Linked DNA regions of Capsicum annuum: region 1 is linked to region 2. A link is a contact called in public Hi-C data. All regions are on one chromosome and are shown on one strand. Each heading gives the region's core, a stretch centred on a gene start, on an enhancer-like site or on the middle of the called end of the contact. The rest is flanking DNA. Distances are from core to core; before and after follow the strand shown. Region 1 holds the start of LOC107848589 (putative ABC transporter C family member 15). Region 2 overlaps LOC107848404 (a long non-coding RNA gene).

Region 1 (4,057 bases), core at 802-3,301, 130 kb before region 2:
CTTTTGTTTGAGCAACCATGGAAATGAGTTCGGGCAAGTTGTAAATCGGTTCTTGTAGAATCCTGAAAGTTGCTAGTGCTGAGAGAACCGCTCCGGAAGTTAATGGTGTTTTTAGGATGATACAAAAACCAAAATTTACAACTGATACGAGAGTTGGTGAAGCCCAAAAGAGGAAAGCCACAGCAGAACATGTATAAAGGTATCTCTTAAGCCAACCTCTCTCTTTTTCTCTGAGTTGAAGCAGCTTCTTCAAGAAAGTGGACTCCCATGAATGCAGTTTCAAGACTCTCATGCTTTTTAAGGTCTCTGAAGTGGCTTTAATTCTCACGTCCTTCGCTTCCATTATCTTTGAGTGGAGCTGTTCTTGCATACTGGCAAGCGGTGTGTTGCTCACCATCACAAATATAGTGGAAAGAAGAGCAGCAGCAGAGGGAGCAGCGCCTAAGTTCCTGTATAAGATAAGCAGGGCAATTATAACCTGAACAGGAAGCAACCAAACTCCATGAATATACCAGCAGAAGTCCCCAATTCTCTCAACATCAATATTGACGAGGTTTATGATCTTTCGTCTTTTGTACCGCCACACTTTATGGACAATGTTCTTTTATATATCAATGCCATCAGAGCTGCTCTGACTCGAACGCCAATCCGGTGAGCTCCAAAGTACCATTGCCTTTGGGACAGCGACTCTATTGTTTTGGCAAAGAAGAAGATGAAGGCTTAAGATCATTCCTTCTTGCCAGTTAGACTCATCTTTCTTTTCAGATAAAAAATTCACAAAGCTTGTTATTAGCGAAGGACCAGTATAGGATGCAATTGTATTGACTCCTATAAAACAAGAAAAACAATAAACAGAAGCATGTAATTAGTTTGCTAAGCATATTCGAGACGTGGATCAGACACCACCGTTAACAAAAAAGTTTGCTATGCATTGATTGTTTGCTATGCATTAGTGTTTAAACTTAATAGTCCTGAAGAAAATCAAGAATTACCTGCAAAAACTGCATTATAGGCAAGTGATCTCCTAATCATATGTAGTATGCCATCTGGGAGGGACAAAGTAGAAGCTTTCTTTTTCCAAAGCGCATCTTCCAACAAAGAAGAAGCTTCATTAGAGGTCTCAGAGTGAGGAATTGAAGGTATGTGCTCTACTCTCAGCTTTTCCTCATGGCCTGTCTTGAATAGTGGATTAAGCCACCTGAATGTGATTTGGCTCCAAATACCAGCATTAGAAAATGCATCATCGTGTTTTAAAACACGTTTATTTACCTCTTTGTTAAGGAATGGCTGTTCAGTTTCACTGTGTTTCTTGGGAGAAAAAGCTGGCAAGGCATTGAAACATAGGAGAATTGACAGTGGTAGGGAAACAAAATCAATTATATTTGGCTTGGGCAGAAAATGTGGGGCTTTTGTAAATATATTAGTACAGTGGTTGAAAAGATGAAGAGAGACTCTAATTATATCAAAAATACTTGAAAAGACCCACCATATGATGAGTAATAATGGCCACCTTTTCTCTCTGTTTGATGAGTAGGCTGCAACTAAACTAGCTAGACTCCATGTCATGACACAAGAAATAGACTCTTCAAACACAAAAGTTCTCAACTTCCAGAATTCATGGAGACAAAATCCCAAGTAAGAAATGGCTATTGAGAAATTCACTAAAATTGTAATCTTAGTGAAAAGTGTGGATTTTCTTCTCTCTCTTGTTTCTGCAAAACCCTCTTCTCCTCCATTATTCTTGAAAAAATCTACCAAGAAACATATGAGTAAAAACAAGAAAAATGCCATATTGATTAGCGTCAGAGTGATGTCCATCTTGGTTGAGACTTGAGACTAAAACTCAAGAAAATCCCACTGTATATTCAACTCAGCCCTTAAAACCTGCTACTCTATCGAAAAGAACCTTGGAGCACAAAATGCAAGAATTAATTTATTTAAAAAGTTATGCCAAAAGAACCGAAACAATGTATGCTAGAAAAGTACAAATACATATCCATACAGAGTCATATAAAATACTTATGTCTATGCAAATAGAGATGGAAAACCAGACCAGACCGATCAAAGGTAGAATCCGGAACCAAAATATGTCCTACAACTAAAAAATAAAGTATCAATATATGCCATATATATATAAAAAAAAAAAAAAAAAAGCACCAAAATAGATTTTATGCACTTAATAAGTGCACAATACCTTTAACTTTACTTTGTAACGAAAAATTTCTAACGATGTTAAAAAAGTTAAAGTTTACATTGTACACTTAATAAGTGCACAATTCATTCTTTTAAAAATAGATTGTGCACTTATTAAGTGCACAGTCCATAAAAAAAATAAATTGTGCACTTATTAAGTGCACAGTCCATAAAAAAATGAATTGTGCACTTATTAAGTGCATAATGTAAACTTTAATTTTTTTAATACCATCACATATTTTTCGTTACAAAGTTAAAAGCATTATACATTTATTAAGTGCACAAAACCTAATTTAATATTTTTTTATATGACATACATTGTCACTTTTTTTTTTTTTTTAGGTATAGGGCATACATTGGTACATTATGAAGAAGGAAGCACGTGCCCCTTTAAAAATTTGGTGGAATGATGATGAAGAGGAATCAAATATAATGGCGAGTGGAATTATGGATAGAAAAATCTATTTATGCAATGTCTATATAATACTGTCATAATTATTACTCCCTTCATCCCTATTATTGGGGTATGACACATTGTTTTAAAAAAAAATTAAGGATATAGGTTACTTTTTATTATTATTTATTTAATTATTTTTAAATTATTTCCCTAAAAGTGTAAATTATTTAAAAATCTCATTAAATGAAATAGTAAATATGTGAAAAGAAGTTTCAACAATTCTTTTGGAGTTTGAAAATTTTACTTATTTTAAATTTATAAGAAAATCCCAACAATTCACTTGGTAGTTTATTTCGTCAACTTATAAAAATCAGTTTACTTTCAGATGTGGATTTAAAAAAATATATTAGTAATGAACAGTTTATTTTTGACTAATAGATTTAGAAAAATATTTTTAAACAGCAATTAGTATTTAGTCAAACTTTTAAAAATATTTTTAAGTGTATTTTTCTCAAAAATACTTTTGAAGAGAAGCTATTTTTTTAACTTACAGCTTCTGCTACTTTTCACAAATACTTATTTTCTTCTAAAATCTTAACCAAACACTTCAATTTTTTAAAATAAATATTTTTGATTTAAAATAAATATTTTTGAAAAAAAGCTGACCAAATGGGCTACTCCTATTTGGTCAAAAAGCTCAAAAAAAGGGGATGGTATTAGTAAAAGATTACAGTGCAATCACATCAGTAGATTCTTTAAAGAATCTGTCCAAAAATTTTGTGCTTTCCAAATGAGTCAGCCAAATTCTCCGCTGACTTATGTCTTCATGCGTATGACTATTAACATTTAAAAAAAAAAATTGTACATTTTTAAAAGAATTATACATCTTAAAAAATCATCTCGTACAGCAATATTATCTGTCTAGGTTTTGGAGAATGTTTAATTTCATGTTAGTGTATCTATACCTCAGTTTCAAAGTTAAAATCTACTTCCTTCATTTCAAAATAAATAAATTATTGAGTTATTTTTTAATATTCAAAATAAATAAATTATTCATTTTTTAAGAGACATGTTGAAATATTTTTCCTATTTTACCCTTTCATTAAATGAGGTTCTTAAATACTTCTTTAAAAACAATTAAAAGGGTAATAGTGAAAAGTAACCTACAATTTATGTCCTAAAAATTTTTCTTAAGGGATGTGTTATATCCCAACAATTTTATTTTTTTTGAAAAGGAGGGAGTATATGGAATTAAGTTATTTAATATCACACACCTTTGCCAAAAATATCATTCTAAAAGAGAAAAAAAATCATTTCGCTCTTAAACTTACCCTCTGAACTTACTTTAGTTCTTAAACTAGACTTATAAATTATTTAAACCCCCCCCCCCCTCTCCAAACAGCTTTATAGCAAATTAATTTCAACCCTTAAAACTGACGTGACATTTAAAATAGAAAAAAAATGAGT
Region 2 (4,470 bases), core at 338-2,837:
CACTTTATTTAAAAAAAGGAAATTATTTGATGTCGTATAATGCTTTTATGATGAGTTTCTCATTAAGATCATATCTTATTTCATATTTCAGGTGCCTTTTAATCTGCATGGACCTCATGGTGTATCGAGGCATCTAAAATATCTGCTCGAGACAAATGGTAGTTTTCTTCTGTTTTAATGTGCTATTATTTGCATCTTATAGCTCAAGAATATTTACCGAACAGTTTTTGTTTTATAGGGCTAATGCTCAACAGCCTAAGCTTTTCGTTGGGATGATCCTCATTCTCATTTTTGCTGAAGCTTTGGCTCTTTATGGGCTTATTGTTGCCATTATATTGTCTTCCCAAGCTGGGCAATCCAGAGCAGAGTGAAGTTGGCTTATCAACTCTATTCTTACTGTGGTATACGTGCAACTTTCAGACTGGGTGGACATGGGCCATTGCAAAAAAGAGTTAATATCAACGCGATCACTTCAAAAATAGACGAGTCGACCTACAAAGGCCAGATTGTTGATAAACAACGCCTCTGAAAAACAAAGAAAAAAACCAAAAGATATAAACTCATGATACTACGGAATGAAGAGGTATTCCGTATTTGTCATTGTACTCATTAATACATCCATGTTAGTAGTTCTCTACATTTCCATGTCTGTTTTCTTACTTAAGATGTTATTATGCCGATGAAATAGGAACAGGAGGATATTGAATTTGATTTTGATTAGTTTCAAGTTTAAACAGCCCTATATATAGGAGCCATATGTGTAAAGATAGTCTATAGACAATAGACAATAATGAACAGAATTATGTCATTCACAGGTAAAATTTGCAACAATCACTTGTAAAGTCCTAATTTTCTAATTCAAGACATATAACATTTAATATATTTATCATACTATGAAGTTGGCAATAGTTTTCATTTTAGCGCTAATTCAATCTTGTGCTCTGGCTGGAGTTTCGTCCTGCTGCAGTTTCATAATTTTTTTTTTTTGACATAGGTAACTGTGCGGTTTCATAAAATTGTGATTAATAACATAGGATTAAATAAAAGAACAAATGAATTATACAGTTGGAGACCAAGTGATTGTGGGTTCTGATTCAGTAGTAAATACAAGAGTGTGAATTATACAGTTGGAGACCAAGTGATTGTGGGTTCTGATTCAGTAGTAAATACAAGAGTTTAAATCGTGACCTTCACCACTTCAAGAAAAGGTAGGACTGATGGAAGATGGAAATCCTTCATATTTAGTAGTTAATCTTAGGTTAATGATATGTAGTATTGTACTATTAATGCTATTGTAAATTTCAAACATTCTAACAAATTTCAAAAAGTTAGGGAAAAGTGTTGTGTTTCATGTTGTGAGATTTTTTTCCACATCGGCAGAAACAAGGCAGCTGGAGTGATATAAAATGGAAGGAGGGAGCTACTTTATAACATACTTACATGGACGGGTCCAATGGGCGATCATGAAGGCCCATGGCCTTAGGTTGGTGACCTCCATTGCACTTTGGAGGGGTGCCTGCCTAGGTCGGCCCAACTGGTTGAGCCTACGTCATAATTTGTGGTAACGGACGCGGACCCAACCAATTTTAAGTCAAAATTATCATGTTCCCTCAGGCCAGTTTCTTAGTGCCCTTTCGCTAACATAACTGGCGTTTCAGTATTGAACGTATAGCTAAAGCCATTGGAGAATTCTTCTCCAATAGGATCCAATCCAGATTCCAATGGTAATGAGTCTTCCCAAGAGATTTTTTCAACTTTCAAAGATGTCAATGTGGTTGAAGAAGATGAAAAGTTTCAGCTTGAGCAGAGGATTTTGAATTTCGAAGGTGCTTTTTTTCTTGGGATTTGTTTGTAATATGAACTTTGTTTTAAAAATTTTCATGATCTGAACTTTCTTTCTTTCTCCTCTCTTTTCCTCTTATGGTTTTGCGGGTGAAATTGTGAGTTTGAGCATGTAGAGAATTGGGTGATTTTAATTTGGGAATGTGTGTATTGGGTTTTAGTGTTAAGGTTGGTTTTGAACATAACTTGTCAGTTTCGAATTCTTTGATCACGTTTAACTTGAGGCTGAATGATACTCTTTCAGCTAGGACAATATTTGATAGAATGCAAAGTAAAGATGTCGTTTCTTGGATAGCAATTCTAGATATGTATGTTCAGCTGGGAGAATTGGTAGAAGCTTGTCGTGTCTTGGATGAGATGCCAGAAAGAAATGAAATTTTTTGGAGAAGAGGCTGTGAATCTCTTCATTCGAATGGTCCAATAGGGGTTTAAAATATATTTATTTAATATGCATATAAAGCTTGTCGTGTCTTGCATATTAAAATATATTTATTTAATATAATATGCAATAATTAGTTTCTATTGATCTTTATATGCAACTTGACATTCATAGCAACATTACGTGCCGGGCCCGCGCAAATCTATTATTTATATAAAAAATAGTCAGTTGTTTCTATAGCACCATAAAGGCTCAACCCAAACACCAAAAATATATCTGACCCACTCTCTATTTCCTTTTTAATTTTTCTGACCTCCTTTTTCATTTCTTTATTTTGTTCGTTTGTTTGTTGTTTTTTTAAACTTACTTTTTGTTTATTTGCTTTATGGCTAAATGGCAATTTTTTTTGAGACTAATAATCTTATTAATCATCAGAAAAATTCTTATTTAACTTCTCAAACTTGTATATCCGTTGTATGTGTGGTATCAATATTTGTATATATAATGTATCAATATTGTATATATATGTATAAAAAAATGTATCATTATTGTATAGATAGTTATGTAATGTATCGATATTGTATTAGTCTATAGTATATTAAAAGCGTGAAAATCCTTGAAAAAGTGATTTGAACTTTTTGCCTTCACTAAAAGTCCATGCTTTAGAAAAAATCATCTTTTTACTATTTTTTAATTATTATTATATATTATATTTTATTATAATATTTAAAATTAAGGAGTCCTGTAATATATGGTAAAAGAAAAATGTTTCTGTAAACTTTCCCTTATAAAACACAAAAACAAACAACAACTAATTTCTTTTAAAAACGTTCTTTTTAGGAAAGGTTTCCTTATAAATCAAAAAGCCATGTTTTTTTATAAGACCTAGATGACGATTAATTTTCAAATAATTTTTGTTTAGGTTTGAATCACTTTAAAATAAGGATTCCTTTAACTAATTAAATAATGATAGTTGTTTTTCTTTATTTAAGTTTAGACTCTTCTATAAAATTTTCTTACCAATTGAAATCTTGATAGCATCTATATTAAAGAGATAAATTTAGTTGTAATTTGACGTAAACTTTTTGAAGAATTTTAGTATTAGTATATTTTTGAAGTTTACAATACATATATAATTGATAACAAATGACAACATTTGTCCACAAAAGCCTCTAAAATAAGAATACCAAATAAAGTCGGGACATGCTACCGACTATAGCCAAAGAAAATCCATAATTCTCAAAATACAAAAAAGAAACCTAATGAAATGATAAGTCTTTTTGAAAGATGGAAGCTCACCATTTCACAGGAACTCAACAGACAACTGCACCACCTAATGTTGCACGGGGTAACAGAAAAGTCTTTGGACCCTACATCATGAAAGGATGTAGCGTCCTAGGATGGTCAGTGGGATAAGCACAGGCATGTAACTCAGGGAAAGTGATAAAGTAACGCCATTTTCAAAATCAATCAAAATCGCATACACACACACACACACACACTATATATATATATATATATATGTATGTATATATTTAGAATGTTGGGATAGGGAAAAGGGTCATGAACATGAGATTATAAAATATTAACCTGGACTATATAGCTCTATCCGTCTAAGGGCACTCATGGGCTATATAGGTTCAACTCCTACTACTGAAAGGGCCGTAGCGCGTGTTAACCGCACGAACGAAGGAAATTTGAAGGGGATTCAGAGGCACCAATGTTGTAGCCATCCCAAAAATATAACGTGTGAACCAAACCTATGGTCATATAGACCCCCATGCCGGAAAACGTAGTTTTCAATACTTTTTCTCCTGAGGCCTGCAACTTCACGGTGAGCTACACAACCCCTTTTAAGCCCAAATCAAAATTATATTTCATATAATCCCAACCATAAGCCAGGGAGTCTTATATTAAGGCATTTACCACTTGGTATCATCATACCAATTATACTTTTAAGCTTATATAATCATACCTATCCATTTCAATTAACCGATTGACTCCCAAGTTCCTTTAAAAATCTAAATCCATGGCACCAAGGGCTTTCAAATCCATTTTTATCCATTTGTCCGTTGATGTAATGCAATAGTTTCAAAAGTGAGTTAAATCATGCAAATTCTACATTTAAAATCAAAATCATGCAGATGGGTTGGAGTTAATACCATCACCAAGCCAAAATCCATGAATTTGGGGAAACCCATGTTCCCCATGCTAAATTCCATAATAATTCACCCATTCATTCCCAAAAA

What was found. Hi-C and Micro-C count contacts between places; a contact is called where the count stands out from the background.
Region 1: a Hi-C map of bud shows a contact between it and region 2, with 4 times the contacts expected there. The contact joins the promoter of LOC107848589 here to the enhancer-like site in region 2. A contact is called at or near these places in 2 of 5 Hi-C or Micro-C datasets (bud and placenta).

The regions. Positions count from the first base shown.
Region 1 is chr11:97,044,435-97,048,491 of UCD10Xv1.1, reverse strand. LOC107848589 (putative ABC transporter C family member 15) reads right to left here and starts at 2,051. Exons shown (of 12, transcript XM_016693376.2): 1 at 993-2,051; 2 at 722-828; 3 at 570-720; 4 at 1-567. The coding sequence starts at 1,818.
Region 2 is chr11:96,912,823-96,917,292 of UCD10Xv1.1, reverse strand. It overlaps LOC107848404 (a long non-coding RNA gene), which reads left to right. Exons shown (of 7, transcript XR_007046726.1): 5 at 92-158; 6 at 239-583. It also overlaps the pseudogene LOC124889100. Among protein-coding and RNA genes, the nearest start is that of LOC107848404, 3.8 kb to the left of the region's middle. Within about 2 kb of position 1,587, at least 5 of the 5 cell types and tissues checked have an H3K27ac peak or open chromatin away from gene starts, as enhancers often do. A contact at or near this core is called in bud, where this site is marked.